2 separate regions of the Hordeum vulgare genome follow, and region 2 is linked to region 1. A link is a contact called in public Hi-C data. All regions are on one chromosome and are shown on one strand. Each heading gives the region's core, a stretch centred on a gene start, on an enhancer-like site or on the middle of the called end of the contact. The rest is flanking DNA. Distances are from core to core; before and after follow the strand shown.

What was found. A called contact is a pair of places that touch in the nucleus more often than the background predicts.
Region 2: a contact with region 1 is called in a Hi-C map of leaf, with 2.7 times the contacts expected there. The contact joins the promoter of LOC123408438 here to the promoter of LOC123406928 in region 1. A contact is called at or near these places in 3 of 6 Hi-C or Micro-C datasets (leaf, seedling and an unstated tissue) and 1 of 1 datasets of contacts at active chromatin or transcription factors (embryo).

Annotation. Positions count from the first base shown.
Region 1 is chr7H:95,206,071-95,211,772 of MorexV3_pseudomolecules_assembly, forward strand. LOC123406928 reads right to left here and starts at 2,658. Exons shown (of 2, transcript XM_045099943.1): 1 at 1,542-2,658; 2 at 1-214. The coding sequence starts at 2,528. The coding sequence ends at 95. LOC123406926 (probable serine/threonine-protein kinase SIS8) reads right to left here. Exons shown (of 13, transcript XM_045099942.1): 13 at 3,833-4,674. The coding sequence ends at 4,560.
Region 2 is chr7H:95,944,209-95,949,843 of MorexV3_pseudomolecules_assembly, forward strand. It overlaps LOC123408438 (probable glutathione S-transferase DHAR2, chloroplastic), which reads right to left and starts at 1,434. Exons shown (of 8, transcript XR_006612750.1): 1 at 1,070-1,434; 2 at 1-18.

The DNA.
Region 1 (5,702 bases), core at 1,408-3,907:
TGATCCAGCACCAACAAGGGAGACAAGACCATCTTTATTCGTGTAGTAGCGAGATGTGGGGGCGATGACAGCAGGTCAAGACCATGCTGGATGCTTAGTCGTCGTAGTTGTGACGGCGGTGGTGGTGGTGCTTCTCGTAACGTTCCTTCTTCTCATCATCAGACTCATCGCGCTTCGCGTAACGGTTCTTCTTCTCATCATCAGAGTCGTCATCCTGTAAAGAAGCAGCAGGAAATATTTGAACATGATGAGAAAGATCTAGTTTGGCAGATACTGTAGATTACTTCTACAGGGAGAATAATACTCCCTCCGTCCGGAATTACTTGTCGCACAAATAGGTAAAATTAGATGTATCTCAATTCTTATGACAAGTATTTCCGGACGGAGGGAGTATTTGTTTGCTTCAAGAAGGGCACTAGAATGACTCTTGCCTGACCAAAAAAGGAAAAATATACAGCAAATAGGTGGTATAAGCAAAAAATGCAAACGATACAAGAGTATAGAGGAAATATAATCCTGCTGGTGTGGGTTTTCGCACACTTTATTTAGCTTAAATTGTAAACAGGTGACAGGTTATCAAGTGTACAATATAGCAGCTGTAGATGGGTCGTAAGACTGCATTACAATATAGCAGCTGTAGATGGGTCGTAAGACTGCATTACAATATAGCAGCTGTAGATGGGTCGTAAGACTGCATTCTTAAAGTTGGGTGTTCAATCTAGACAAACAACCATTAATGTGATTTTCAATTATTTGTTTAGCTACACTGTTCTGACAAACAAATTCTTCTATGAAAACTATGGCATATACCAGGCTAAACTACAACCTAAGAGTATTTAAGCAAATGATGAATTTGCACAGCAAAGAAGTGCCACATAGAGTCAATCAGCAGTTCAGCACTGTCAAGTGATCAAAAGAAACACCATATATTTAGTCGCTCAGTGTTGCTCAAACTTAAAAACTACATACAATTGATTAGTACCATCAAACTCATTTTTTAGTAGAAACACCATATATTTTGTAGGGAAAGGCTGCGTACTATAGACCTAAAGTGGTCGGACCCTGCGCAAGCGGGAGCTACATGCACCGGGCTGCCCTTTTTAAAGGTAAACAGTCCTATTGAGTAATGGGAAACAGAAAAAGGTTTCACAGTGAACTAAGCGATTCAATGGAGGCTGGAAAAAACTGTTTATGATAACATGACGATCTGAAATAGTATCGAGATAAACACTTCCACATTTCTGCGTTTAAATCTACTATACCACCAACTCAATTTTGACGACGCACAAAGCACGAGTTCTAAATTGTGCATTGGCATGCTAACTCTATGAACTGTTATCAGCTATAACATATAGTTGAATGGCAAAAAATGGTTGTATCCATTCCATCACCACCCTCGTACCGCAAGACATAATGCAACCACACTCACAAATGATAAGCGTGTAAACTTTCCTTGACCATTCACTAAACTAAACAAGTTAACTGTAACGAAATCATATACATATGCTCAAAACAGTAAAGGGAAACGGGCAGGAGCTCACCTGCTTCTTGCGGCCATAGTTCCCCCCGCCGTACCCACCACCGTATGAACCCTGGGTCTCCTCTCCATAGGGCTTGGGCTTCTGGTACCCACCAGAGCCATAGGCGCCTCCATCCTCCTCCTGCACCTTCCTCCCAGATCCATACCCAGAACCACCATAGCCCTCCTCCTCGGTCTTCCTCCCGCCGTACCCAGCGCTACCGTACTCCTCTCCCCCCTGAGGCCTGCTTCCGTAGCCCGATCCATAGCTCTCCTCCACCTGCGGCTTCCTTCCGTAGCCAGCGCCATACCCCGACCCGCCGTAGGTCTGCTCCACCTGCGGCTTGGACCCGTAGCCGGAGCCGTAGCCCTCCTCCTGCTGCGTCGTGTTCCCGTACCCAGATCCGTAGCTCTCCTCGGCCTGCGGCTTCCTCCCGTACCCGGACCCGTAGGCGGCCTCCTCCTGCTGCGGCTTCCGGCCGTAGCCGGATCCGTAGGTGTCCTCCTCGGAGCGCTGGGGCTTGGACCCGTAGCCGGAGCCGTAGGACGGCTGCTCCTCCTGCTGGGGGCGGAAGCCGTAGGCGGGCTGCGGCTTGGATCCGTAGCCGGAGTCGTCGACCTCCCCACCGCCGCCGTAGGACGGGCGCTGCTGCTCCTCCTCCCCCTGGGGGCGGAAGCCGTACGCGGGCTGGGGCTTGGGCTTGGATCCGTAGCCGGAGTCGCCGTAGGAGGGCTGCTGCTGCTGCTGCTGCTGCTCGTTCTGGGGGCGGAAGCCGTAGGCGGGCTGCGGCTTCTGGTGGTGGGCGTAGGGGGAGGGCTCCTCGGCGGCGTAGTGGGGCGCGTCGTAGGAGGTGGAGGGGGCGGAGCAGGGGTAGCAGGTCTCGTCGGAGGGCGGGAGCGGGCGGCCGAAGGTGACGAAGAGGTCGTAGCCGCCGCCGTAGGGCGTGGAGTCGAACTCGTCGAAGTCGTCCGGCTCGTCGCGGGACCTCAGGTTGTAGGCGGTCGCCATGGCTGCTGCGTTGGTGGTGGGATCGGCGGGGAGATCGGGAGAGGGGCGCGAGACGGCAGGCAGGAGTGGTGTCTGGTGTGTGGAGTCCAGAGGGCGCGCGTGGTTATGCTGCGGTGCGATCGATTATTAGCGCGTAGGCGACGTGTGGGGGTGGACGCGAGATCTGTGGGAGTCGCGGGGTGCACGTGGTGAGTGGCTGGGCGGTGGGGCTGAGTGACCGGGACGACGGGTGAGGTGTTCTCGGGAGGACGGCCGCGGCCGACAGGGCACGCTGGACGCGCGGCACCGGGGGAGTGGATGGGTGGTTTCCCGTCGCGACCGGATCTGGCCGGTCGCGACGGGTGAAAACGGCACGTTCGGCTGCCCTGGCCTGGGTGACCGCGTCACCCAAAATCATGTGACCGCGCACCGGGTAATAAGGATAAGGTGACTGTCGTGTGTGTTTACCGTCACACACGACTCGCCGAAATGGTACGTGAGCATTTACAGGACCAATGTACCAACGTGCACACTCTTGGAGTTGATCAGAGTCGAACAGACGATCGCATGCTCCATGCTAAACGATCAGCTGTCTGTCATTCATCGCCAAGAGATTGTAGTGCTGATGGTCTACTCCCCACCTTCTCCGCAAAACGTAATCTTCTTATCTATCTATGCATGATGTTTACTATTTTTCCCTTTAGGACCGACTTAGCCAGCCAAAGTTCATTGGGCCACGCCAATTGTAAACGATTTGCATGGCAAAGGGGAAGCCAACTAAAATTGTTATCCTTGCAACAATATAAATTGTCATAGGAAAAACGTTCATTTCGCCATGCCACCGCAGTGAACATCAGGGCAATAACTTACCGTTTCCTTTATATGTCGTGCTATTACCTAGGTGGGCTTAAACATTTCTAACTACAATGCAGCTAGAAAACTAATACTGTCTCCCTTCCTAAATATAGGTCTTTTAAGATATTTCACTAGAAGTCTACATACAAAGCAAAATGAGTGAATCTATAATCTAAAGTATGTCTATATGCATCCGTATATAGTCCATTAATGAAACCTCTTTAAAGACTTATATTTAGAAACAGAGGGAGTAGAAGTGTATTTTTATCAAAAAGAACAATCTGCTATGTCGAATGGGACATTTTCTTTCTCACGGTTTCCACCATAAATCATGATAATGGCATGACCTGACAACGACTCCAGGATCAACTCAACTACCTGAGCACGAGTATTATAGACAAGGTAAATATGGGCATATATGGAAGACATGGAATTGTGGGAACTTGTTCCACTCTTCCTTGACACCTAACTTCAGGGGTAAATGCATACAGTTCATTTTGCACCAAATTGTCAATTAGCACCCTACTCTATGGGACATTTTTGTACACTTGTTACAGCAAAAAGAAAAAAAGAAGAAAAAAAGCGTCAACACTGCTGCTGTAAAGAATAGTGGTTTTAGCACAAACAGCAGATTTCTCTTTGGAAATCTAACTGCCAATTCGGACAAATTTGCCATAGTGTGATATACACAAGGCCCTGGCGACGGTGCCTCTTGATGCTCAAGGTGAACGTATCAATAGCATCTTTCTGTTGAATAAACATGAATCATCCAACTTTGGCTGGAAACTAAAGACATAACTAAACAAGGGAGGATCCCATTCTACCTGACACGCCGACTCTGAAGTCTCACTCCGTTATGACATTGCCCAACATCACATTGTGCAGTAACTGTCCAGGAACTTTCTTTCTTCTTTTTCCTTTGCTTGATGGATGTGTTTATTTTTTGGATTGTCTTCCACCCGATAGATGGACTGAAGCAGTAATGCTCGACAGATTTCTGCCAGCTTCACTGGAAAATTTACAGCTGTCTTTGAAGGGTAAAACGACCAAAATCACACCTTTTCCACCATTGGCAAGCATTTGTTGGAGCTATACAAAGAATGGTATAGTTACAGATGGACAGCTGGCGGACGGCAGGAAAAACCAATGCATCCTTTTTGGTTTCTGTTATCAGCTGATGTTGATCTCTGGTTTTTCTTAGTCATCTGTTTCCTGTATTCGCTGTCTTCGTGGTTGGTTGGCAGACAATTTTTTCAATACTCGTTTTAAGGCAGCCATGATCTCTGAAAATGATGGACGCGTCTTTGGGTCTCTACAATCAGACAAAATACAAAACAGAATTCAGACCCTAAGCATATCTGTAAGTACAGTTGGAGATGTAAAACTGATAAAGGCAGAGAAGAAAAGAATCATGTAACTACCGCTTTCTCTTTCAACTTTAAGCATGGCTATGATAGCCTGTTGTTTTAGTATTGGTCATCAGATAGTAACATGTGTATGTTGTTATACTAACTACTCCCTCCGTCTGAAAATACTTGTCCTAGAAATGCATGTATCCAGACTTATTTTAGTTATAGATACATCCATTTTATTCATTTCTAAGACAAGTATTTCCGGACGGAGGGAGTACTTTATACTGATCTATTAAGTCTTATATTTCTTCACAGAGGGAGTACTAAGTTACTATTTCAGGTATGAACACCATTCAGATTGGCGATGCGTAGAGGCTGCAAGACCAGTATTAGCAACGACTAATCTATCCAACTGACTTACCCACTCAACCGAGAAAACCCTCCCGACCCCGTGCGGCCGCCGCACCGGGCGGCCACCACTGGCCTCCCTCTCGACCTACCGTGCCTTCCCTCCCTCCGCCGCCGGCGACAACGTCGCCGGGCAACGGCCCAGGGTGCGGCGGCGGCGGACCTCCTCTAACGTCCAGGATCTAAGGCGGCGGCAGCCTGATCTGGGTCCTTTGTGGTGGTGATGGTGGGCAGCGGCGGACGCGAAGCGTCAGGAGGCCTGTTGCAGTCGGCGGGGAAGGCAGGAGGTGGCGGCGTGGGCTCGATCCTCACAAAGGCAGGCTGCTGCCATCATGAACTGCTTTCTATCATTGGCTGCGGCGACAGTTCGTGGAGGTTTCCCGGTTCTGTCGCGCATCACAAGGGTTATGGTGGTGGTGATTTCCTCCTCCGCTGGAGGTGGTCGGCCGGTTTGTGGCTGGTTTGGCGGATCTGATGATCCGTCATCTAGTCCTGGTTGTGGTCCTCGTGCTTTCTCGCATCACGGCAATGTCCTGCTTGATCGGTCCTCCTCGATCTGGCCATCGACGTGTTCCAACGG
Region 2 (5,635 bases), core at 184-2,683, 740 kb after region 1:
CTCTCTGCGTGAAAGGACCTGCAACCAACATGTAAATTTAACACAGAATAAAAATGTTTAAACAATCGATTGTCAAAGTGATAAATATGCAATGCAGTCAAATTTATCAGTTGGGGCATTGCACTCCCAATATCACAGAAGACGGTAGTTCATGCTCTTGGATTCTAGGAATACACTGCTGCCCACATGTTGTTGTCCTTTTGTAAAATTTCAGACACCAATATAGATGGCCATCACTAACTTGCAGGATGAATACTTCTATTTAAAAAAGTGATTACTGACAAGAAAAAAACAATGTGGTATTCTTATTACTCTAATCAAGTGAAATGTGCATCTCTTACAACCCACACAATCTTCGGTTCTCGGCGCATTTACGTATTGATGTAAACAGAGTTTGATTGGTCTCTAGTCCATTATGAAGCCCGGTCATCTTAAATGACATAGACAAATTATTTGAAAAAAAATGCTAAGATTACTCTGCATAATAGACTCTTAAACTGAGGAAAAACTGAAATGGTGGACTAAATGGAATTCTTAGTCTGTCAAACTAGCAATATAGTACCAGAGTCATCATCAACATTCTCAAAAAATTCAAGACAACTCGTGAAGATGAAGAATTACCAAGAAAAGACGAGTCAATCTTCTATAGTGCATTGGGGTAACCAATTATGTTTACATATATATCTTATGGACAAGTATTTGACACCCAGAACACAGAGATGATAACTCAAAGAATCACACAAACCCGAATGCCGTTTGTCAAATCTGGTTCAGCCCCAACTATGCGCTGTAAAAACTAAAACCACTTCGCTGACTCTGATATCTCCTTTGCTCCATGTGCCACTAAGCTTCAAACCATCAAATATCTGATGCTCTTACCTGCAGTTTTCCCCACTTCTTTTGCACAGCTAAGTATACTTCTGCCCAGACCAAAGGCAGAGCAAAAATAACGGATATGCCATAAACAATCCTATACATTACTAATACGCCCAGTCCCTTGCATTTCCAATGCATATGACAGAAACAAATCGAGCAAGCGGGGGCTCAGATATATAGAGAGAGAGCTCACAATCGCCGAGGCGGTCGGGGACGGTGATGGAGGCCTTGGCGCAAACCTCCAGCGGTTCGGCCGAGGCGCGGGTAGTGAAGGCACGGCGCGCCGGCGAAGCGCGGGACGGGAGGAGGCGGCGGTCGCGGCGGAAGGTTGTGGCGAGGAGGGTCGAGGAGGAGCCGGCGGTCGTGGCGGCGGCGCAGCTGGTGGTGCGGAGCAGGACAGCCATGAGTAGGTCTTCGAGGGTGGTCTCCGGTGTCAGGCGGCGGCGAGCTGTGGGTGGAAAGGTGGAGGCGGCAGGAAGCTTATCTCGGCGAGCGTGGTACGTGCGCTTCCTTCGGATTCCGGTGCGTCTCCGTGTCCAGAGGCTTCTCGTCGCGGGTTTCCTGTGCAAGGCGTGAAGCATTTGGAGCCCATTAGGCCTTCTTGGGTCCATTTAAGCCTTTCTCAGTCACCATTTAAGCCTTCTTGCCTTCTTGGTTGTTTTTTTAATCACACGTTAAGTGTTCAAGCGTACCCCTTGTAGAAGTCACTTCGACCTTCTCTTGTGGTGATAAGTAGCTCACTCCATATGCAACTATAGTCATAACTTCGGAGTTATGTGCATTTTTTTTTGTTCATTCGGGTTTTCTCTTGTCGTGAGTTCAAATTACGAACAATTTTCACTGTTGTAGCAAATTCCCTAATTCCCTCCGGTGCTTGGTCGATTCATACGCAAGCTCGCTTCGCTCGAGCGCCAGTGGGCTGTACTATTCGGGCGGCCGCTGTGCACTCTCCTGACAATATGCGCAGTACAAGTCAGAGCTCCCCAATACTGGGAGTACTTGCGACCAACATGTGCACCGTAGCGAGCCAGTTCACTTTAGTGAATATCTATTCTTTTAATGAGAACACTTCCTGAAAAAAGTGAACACTAATTAAAACTCTAGCATTTTTTAAAAAGCCCAAAATAGTTATTTCAGAAACAGAAATATTTTTTTGAAACATAAACAATTTTATAAATTGAAATTTCGCTAAAAAATACTCTGTTTTTTAAAACAAGACAGCTCTTTAGAAAAATAAATATTTTAAAGAAATATCAAATTTCTTATTAAAAAGGAGCATTTTGTGGAAAGGAAATCCATTTTTTTCTTGAAAATTATGATCTTTTTAATAAAAAATGGAAAAAGTGAAATTATAAAATTGAAACATAACCTTCTAGAAGGTTCCTAAACATGTAAAACCCAGACAGGGACCCTCTCGAATGTTTCTCAAAGCAAGATTTTTTATAGCACCTGGCTGCTGAATTGGTCAGCCCATTTCTCGCTCACTCTGTCGTTCGCCTTTGTGAAGCACCGATTGTTTGTCATGCAATGCGTCAAATAGGTATTTGTGAATTTTCCACCCGTTTTGTGTGTATGTTGTGTGCGTTTTTTTTATTATTGGTGAGGTAAGCACACCTTGCTGCTGCCCTAGCCTATTCGGCGTTTTATCATGGGCATTTCGAATGATGTGATCTTTTCAGAGGGACAGTCATTGTTACTCCGTGTCAGAAATGATATGTGTTGCCCGTTGTTAGTAAGGGCATGTACAATGATGTTATTTTAGAAATACCATGTAGGATAAATGCTGAGGTGAAGAAGAGAGAAAATTTGTAAGAACAAACTTGCCTTCTCTTATTTAAGAGATCATCTCTTAGCACAATATGTCTTACCACGTTTTTAGGAATATCTAGTTATTGTAGAGGATCCTAAGAAATAACCCATCATAGACATGTTTTCATTGTCATTTCTAAATTACATGCAAATCTTAAGGTAAAATTGTCTTACCAACCATTATACATGTCCTAATGTGCTTCTCAGGCACGCTCGTTTGTGGCCTGGCCCATCAACTATCTTCAAGTGTTTTCCCTTGGAGTGGTTTTAGGAAGGTTCCACGAGGTTCTCATTCAGTTTTCTTAATTCTTTTGCAGATTTTTGTTTTATTTTTTCCATTGTTAGTTTCATAAAGATTGTTTGAATTTGGAGAATATCTTTTGTATTCTCATTTTTTGCATTCGTCAATCTTTTTAGTTTCGCGATGGTTTTGAATTCGTCAATATTATTTCAATTGGTGAATAATTCTTGGATCTCATGACATATTTTGAGTTTCGTGAATGGTTTTTAAATTTGCTAACATTCTTTCAAACACATGAACATGTTTTACATTACAAAATATAATTTTAAATTTCAGGAACATTTCCAAAAGCATCTATTAATTCGTAAAGTTCTTAAAATAAACAATTTTCTAATTTTTGTAGATTTTTTTCATTTATGAACCTTTTTTCAAATTCATGAACATATTTGGAATTTGTATTATTCATCAATGGTTTTGAATTTCGTGATTTTCTTAAAATTCATGAAGATTTTAAAAGTTAAACCAATCTTTTGTATTCCTGATTTTTTAATTGCAAGTAAATTGGCTGGAATAAAAAAAGGTGTGCATTTGTCTCGCCGTCTCTGCTTGTGCTCGTTGTGCTAGGCCAATGTCGCATGGGCGTGTGAGTACCGCGTGGTGTGGTGCCCGCGACGACCGCTCACTCTGCATTGATAATATGGCGGGAGGACCCTCCCCCCCCCCCCCCCCCAGCAGTTTGGGTCAATTTCTTTGTAAAATTCTATTGGTGCACGACATGTTTTTACTCCTATTGTCCGTATTTTCAGTTTTTTCAAGACAAAAATCAAGAACATTTTTCAAATTGAATAATTCCTTTTAAAAATTGTGATTTTTATAGAACCTCTCTTTTAGTTTGTGAGTAATTTTCATATTCGTGAACTTTTTATCAAATTCATGAAGATTATTTAAAATTTAGGAACACATGTAATTCATAAACATTTATTTATAATTAGTGCACATATTTTCAAGTTCATTGACATTTAAAAAATCAGACAAACAAATTATGGTTCTTTCAATTTATTGCTATTTTGAACATGAACCAGTAGCTTTTTTTAGCTAAAGAGCCAGCGTGCGGGCAAGGCGATCCAGCAAGGGAAGTGAGAGGTCCGGTCCAAGCCTAGCTTTTTTAGATAAAGTAGTAATGGGTCGCGTCCCACCAACATATTACCCGAGCAAGCTATTGGGTTACAACTGTACTGCTCTTTATTTGTGTGGAAAGTGATGGTCGAGCCGGTGGCCTTGTTCTGTTTTATCAAAGTATGAATAAAATTGTGTTGAGCTATGCTTCGTCTCATTTTATTAATATTTTGTTTATGCACGACGACACAGTGGCGATTCATAGGCTTTTATGGTTATCCAAACTGGGCTGAATGCAAATTCTCATGGGACGCAAATTCTCATGGGATGATATTCGCAACCTGCATAGCAAAGGGGAATACCCTTTGGTGGTTATGGACGATTTTAACGAAATTTTATATCCCTAGGAAAAAGAGAGTGGTAACTCAAGACCAAATGTAATGATGAGGGATTTCCGTGAATGCCTTATAGGTTGCGGTTTGGAGGACTTAGGTTATATTGGGGATCCTTTTACTTGGAGTAAAGATGAAACACGAGAGCATCTTGATCGGGTAGTCTGCAATATAGGATGGGCAAGTAAATTCCCCCGAAAAATGGTGATTAACGAAGAACATGTCCATTCCGTTCATTGCCCGTTGGTACTGGACATGGATTATTTGGATGAAAATATTTTCAGGCGCCCTGAGAGGCATGTAAAACAATTTGAAGCTAGGGGCCTAAAAAAGATACCGTTGCAGAAATTGTTAAAGCATCTTTGGAAAAGGTCAAGTTAGCGGGTATTGGTCCGTCACTCGCGAATCGCACGAGAGGTGTGCAATCTGATCTACACTCTTGGGACCGTGATATTCTCAAGGGTCCGAAACTAAAGGATTGATAAATTAAAAAAGGAGTTAGAAAAATTAAGGCATGGTCGAGTGACTACAGAAACACGTTACTCCTACGGCAACAAAAGTCCTTTCCCCGCAATGGTGTCAGAAATCCTTCTGTCGTCTCTTGAGCTTGAGTTGGTTTTTCCCTTGAAGAGGAAAGGGCGATGCAGCACAGGAGCAGTAAGTGTTTTCCTCAGCTTGAGAACCAAGGTATCAATCCAGTAGGAGAATCTCGTCAAGTCCAGAGTACCTGCACAAACACAAAGAGCTTGCACCCAACGCTATAAAGGGGTTGTCAATCCCTTCAAGATTGATTGCAAAGTGAGATCTGAAGGCGGAAAGTGCAACGAAGAAAAAGAGTAAGGCTCAAAATATGGTGTGGAGTAGACCCGGGGGCCATGGTGTTCACTAGAGGCTTCTCTCAAAATAGCAAATATCACGGTGAGTGAACAAATTACTGTCGAGCAATTGATAGAACCGCGCAAAGTCATGATGATATCTAAGGCAATGATCATACATATAGGCATCACGTCCGAGACAAGTAGATCGATACTTTCTGCATCTACTACTATTACTCCACACATCGACCGCTATACAGCATGCATCTAGTGTATTGAGTTCATGACGAACAGAGTACCGCCTTAAGCAAGATGACATGATGTAGAGGGATAATATCAAACCAATGATGAAAACCCATCTTTTTACCCTTGATGGCAACAACACG